Regions from separate parts of the Gossypium hirsutum genome. Here region 1 is linked to region 2. A link is a contact called in public Hi-C data. All regions are on one chromosome and are shown on one strand. The core of a region is the stretch at or near the end of the contact, and the rest is flanking DNA. Distances in the headings are between cores, read along the strand shown.

Region 1 (2,700 bases), core at 193-2,692, 170 kb before region 2:
TCACATTCAATGAACTCCTTGTGTAATGGTATGAGAATACAGTGTGAAAATAAAAAAACCTGAGTTTTCTTATAAGTATGAATGTGATAGCAAAGCCAATACATTCGATAGACCACTTCGAGGCAGGAATCCTCTGTCAGAAGAATAATTCATTACGAATTAAAATTCATAATGTTGTGCACAATTGCACATATATGAGCAGTCATTAGGTGTTATGGAGGAAGTAATAGAATTTAAAACTTATGGTACGAGAACTTCATTATTTTTAAGGTTTTCCAAGTATTTAGAAGATCATATCCCATACCCCTATCCGAACAACATAGTTCAAAACATAATAGAATAGAACCAAAAGTCCAATATCAGGATAAGACCGATAGAACATTTACTTGATTTCCTTCCCTCATAGAACATTTTTAAATCTCCACCAGCAGAAAATGCACGCCCGGCTCCCTGAATAAAAAGTTACAAACAATATAATTTAGAAATCATGAAAATTGACAGAGAAATCCAGAACAAGGAACCATTTGAAATGACCCAATTTAACAACCTTGATCAGTATAAGCTGAGCTTGCTCATCTCTTTCCCATTGTTCTAAGTATTTAGCTAGCAGGGAGACCTGATTGCAGTAAAAGAAACAAGGATTTCAGAAGATTTGACTTGAAGAACATAAAAGAAAGCCAAGGCAGTGTTAGTTTAAACATTACATACCACTTTGGATGAGATGACATTCAAATGTCGAGGCCTGTTCAAAGTGATGATTCTTACATGGTCTAATTCCTCTCCAACAACAACCTTAAATTGAGTAAAATAGGGGAAAACATAAGAAGTAGTCTTAAATTAAGGTTTTCAAAAAAAAAAAAAACCAAAGAAGTACTTGTAACATTGAATCATTAAAAGGAGATAATTACCAGTTCATCGGGATTAACAACTTCTTTTGCCATTTGATTCGCCAAACTGATTGTTAAAGTCGAAACCCACAAACTGCACAGAAACAAATAAATAAGTAAAAGAGAGAAGTTGAAGCTTGAAAACGATGAAATTGTAGATATTGTTTAGTTAGAGCAATTAAGTTCATAAATGAAAGGAGAGAGAGGAACATACAAAAGAAAAACTAGTGAAGAAGGAATGGAAGAATATGATATATATATATATATATATATAGAGAGAGAGAGAGAGAGAGAGAGAGAGAGAGAGAGCAAAGAGTAGTTGGTAATGGCAATGGTAAAGGCAAAGGAGCAAAGGGTGGTTGGTAATGTCAAGAATGGTAAATTCAAAGGACAGTTGTGTGTCATCTCATTCATAAATCATAACACTTCAGCTGTGATTCTTCGTTCTTACCTACCTTCCCTGATTTCGCAGTAGTTGAGTGTTTGTGGGTGATAAACGCGCGCCTAACCCCCCTTTCATGCCATAATTTACACCATGGGAATATTAAATTGGAGCGAAAATTATTTCTATGCAAGTACGAATCTTTTAAAATTTATATATGATAATACTTTTAAAGTAATAAAATTTAGTGTAAATTATACTATTAATTTAGTAAATTCTCCTTTTCTCATTTAACTAAAAAAATTTATAATTTAATATAACAGTTTTTAAAATTATATTTTTGTTATATGTAGCAATTTTTTAAATTAATATAATAGGAAATTTAGTTATCAATTTTTATATTTTCTATCAATTTGATTTTAATTTTATATAAAGATTATAAAAAAACTCAAAATTATTTAAAAATAGAATATGCTATATAAAAGTTCTAGAAAAATAAAATCTCAAAAATATTGTTGTTGAATAACTAATATGCATGAGAAATAAAAAAAATTATCAGAATCAAATAATAAATTAAAAAAAAAACAAAAAATGTGAGATCATTTACATGCTTCCTCAGTATTTCTTGAAATCAAATTAGTAATATCTTTAAGTTAAGTTACATGTCCTTAAAGAACATCCAAAATTGATGTTATAGAGGTTTGTCAAATAGATTCTAATGTCAATTTTTAGCCAAAAATTAAAAAATTTTACCACAAAAAGTTTCTTTTCTAAACACAATTTAAATTTTCAATTCATTTAAATTATTTTTTAACTTGTAAAAATAATTTCCTCTTACTTTCTCTCCCTTTATCTATTTTTAAAATTTTTATATATTTTTATTTTTATTTTTAGAATTTTCTAATTTTTTCAAAAAGAATTTTATTTTTTATCATTTTAAATATAATAAGTGCCGATAGAAAGCATTAAAAAAAGGGAGAAAAATTGTTATTATACTAATTAAAAAAGTGCCACTTAATAATTGGGTGACAAAAAAAATTTAAAAATTTTAGTGACCAATTTGTAACTTTTAAATTATGTAACCAAAATAAAAGTTCATTCATAATTTAGTGACTAATAGTACAATTAACCCTAATATTTATAAAATGAGTTTTTTACCCAAATAATAAATATATACTGAAGTAGGATAAGCCCCCACTATTTACATATCTAGCCAAATTCAACAGTATACCATCGATGCCGTCTGAGTAATCGACGGCACCCCTTTCCTCTGCCACCAATCATTGTTTCAATTATCACATTTAAAAAAAAATTGGGTGAAAGCAATTGACAGCACTAGTATTTGACACCAAAAAAATTGAGTATTTTTATACATGTAAAAAAAAATTTATTGGTATCGCCAATGTGTCAGGCGACACCCGAATATCTTAA
Region 2 (2,700 bases), core at 166-2,665:
CAACAACAAAATTTCTCTCATTCAAGTTCTAGTGCAATGCCAAGTCTGAGTGGCGATGGACCCGATGGTAATGGTTTAAGTCCAATTGATGACGATGATGGGCATAGTGGTGATAGAGGTGAAATTAGGTCTTCTAGTCGATATGGAGGATAATATGGGGTTGGTACCACTAGTGGACATTTCCGTGATAGATCAGAATTTGATGGAAACATGTTTCCTAAACCTAGAAGAGATAGAAGTGAACCTAGAGCTCCATTAAAAGGAAAAGGCAATAAGCATACTTCTGCAGGTTCTTCATCTGGTCGAGGATCGAGTTCTAATAACCTTGGGTATAGTGATTCATCTACTAGCACTCAAGATTTTTATCCGCCAGAACAACTTTTATATTTTCAACCTTCACATGGTTATCCACAACCATATAGTTATTATCCACAATTTCCTAATTGTGATGTGTCATATTAGCCTCAAATGCATCCTCCACCACTAATATATCACCCACCTCCACCTCTCATGTATCCTCCTCCTCAAATATATCCTCCATATCAATTATATGATAACCAAGGTGAAAATGTTACTTTTTTTATTATATATTTTTGGAGAAAGACCAAGAGAATCAAGTCAAGAACACTCTCAAAGTAAAGGTGAAGGATTTGATCTTCCTCCTCATTTCACTAATTGGTGAAAACTAAATCGTACCACTATCACTATTTGTAAGGTATGTTTTTTTTAAAGAAAACTTTTGTTAATTTTTTTAATTTTAATGATATTAAAACATTTAAAATATATCTTTAGATAAATGAACGGAGTATATTTTATGAAAAGATAATTAAAAATTGAAGCATGTTAAACTATATATGAAAGTAGAATGAGAGTGAGAATAAATGGTTGGAAATCGGAATAATTAATAAGAATCTATAAATTTATCTATTCCTTTTTTCCTTTTGTAGCATTGGATGTTTTGATATATTTACCATCTTCAAAGCTGTCAATAAATATTGAAGACCTCTCTCATGTATGAATTTTCAATTATTTTATCTATAAAAACTTTTAAACTTATTAAATATGATAAGTGTTTTTAATATGTCCTATTTTTTTACTTTGTTATTAGTTAATATAATATTCTTAGAAAATTTGTAAATAAATATGTGAATAATCAAAGATTGTAAAAATTGTATTCTCATATTAACAAAAGTTCATAAGTGTTAGAAAATACCCTAAAAACCATTAAAAGTGACTTTTTATAATTATAATTATAATTATTATGTTTTATAATAAGTCGTGCGAATATTAAAAAAAATTCACGACCACGATATCCACAGTGACCGCAATAACATCCGTTATGTTCGCAACCGCGATAAACGCAACGTGACCAAAAACGCAGCCGCAACCACAATTTAAATCCCTGCTGATGGCTGTGACGGCTGCCATTGGCACGGTTGATGTGTTTGCTACATCTCATTACACCAAATCTCACCGTCACAAAACCCAAGAGAGCCACGAGGGTGATGAAGAGAAAACAGAGCAAACCGAAAATCATCTGCATGTTCATACTCCTGACAACACCAGCAGGAACTGCTGTAGGAATAGCAATAACAAATGCATACGATGAGAACAGCCCAACTGCACTGATTGTGGAAGGATTATTGAACGCGGCATCATCTGGGATCTTAATATACATGGCGTTGGTGGATCTTCCAGCAGCTGATTTCATGAATCCAAAGTTACAAAACAATGGAATACTTCAAGTTGGAGCCAGTGTTTCCCTTCCATTGGGCTTGGTCTTAGTCTCTCTCGGCTATTTGGGCTTAAAAAAAGTTTCCAAGAAAAACGAAGTTCCAATTAAAGGATTAGACTATATGAAAGCAAGGAATTAAGCTCTATTTATCACAAATTTTTCTATTTTTAGTATTTTAATATTTTTGTACTTTGGCAATATTAGCTTCTCATGCGCTAACCAAATAGCAGAATCCCCAAGGTATTCTTGTATATATATATAACCCTTAATCTAGTACTGCATGTCATGTAGCGAACATGTTAGTTTAAAATTTATACAAATACGATATTAGAAAAAAGAATGTTAAATGATATATTAAAGCTTAAAGTAGAAATATGTTTAGTTTACATGTATGTGTATGCGGGATTGAATTTCCATGGGTGATAAACTTGAGAAAGAAGAGAGATATCTGGGAGCATGTGAAAGTGCACTGACCTTTGATAAGTTGTATGAGGGTGGATGCTAATTTGCTAAGCCCATGTTTTGTGTCTTAACATTTAGGATAATCCCCAATCTAATGCCAAACCCTTTTGTGTGTGTTTTCAGACGGAATTAAACATTCATTCTGGTCCGGGAAGGGAAAACAGGTCATTGTCAAACCATTCATTTCCAGTCCACTTTTCATTTTTTTTTCTTTGAAAGATATTCTTAAAAAATTTCTATTATTTTATGAACAATAATTTGAGACCATTGGCACAGGACATCTCAATTTCTGGATTGCACTAAAGCTGTTAGTTACTTTGAATTGTGAAATATCACAAAATTCGATTTCTCTTAAATCATTGAGAATATAAAATTAATATTGGAAGAGTTTGACTACTGCTTAATTTTCAATCCAATTTTATGCAACTACAGACTAGAAAATAAATCATGACGAAGGGTAGTGCTTTTTGAGACATGTAATTGGAGCCCTTTAAGAGCATTGA

The links. A called contact is a pair of places that touch in the nucleus more often than the background predicts.
Region 1: a Hi-C map of leaf shows a contact between it and region 2, with 2.5 times the contacts expected there. The contact joins the promoter of LOC107924736 here to the promoter of LOC107896191 in region 2. A contact is called at or near these places in 3 of 34 Hi-C or Micro-C datasets (anther and leaf).

Annotation. Positions count from the first base shown.
Region 1 is chrA11:20,511,859-20,514,558 of Gossypium_hirsutum_v2.1, reverse strand. It overlaps LOC107924736 (3-hydroxyisobutyryl-CoA hydrolase-like protein 5), which reads right to left and starts at 1,442. Exons shown (of 16, transcript XM_041081317.1): 1 at 1,343-1,442; 2 at 909-981; 3 at 709-792; 4 at 548-616; 5 at 387-450; 6 at 60-133. The coding sequence starts at 1,407.
Region 2 is chrA11:20,341,650-20,344,349 of Gossypium_hirsutum_v2.1, reverse strand. LOC107896191 (zinc transporter 3-like) reads left to right here and starts at 1,415. Exons shown (of 1, transcript XM_016821298.2): 1 at 1,415-1,987. The coding sequence starts at 1,440. The coding sequence ends at 1,874.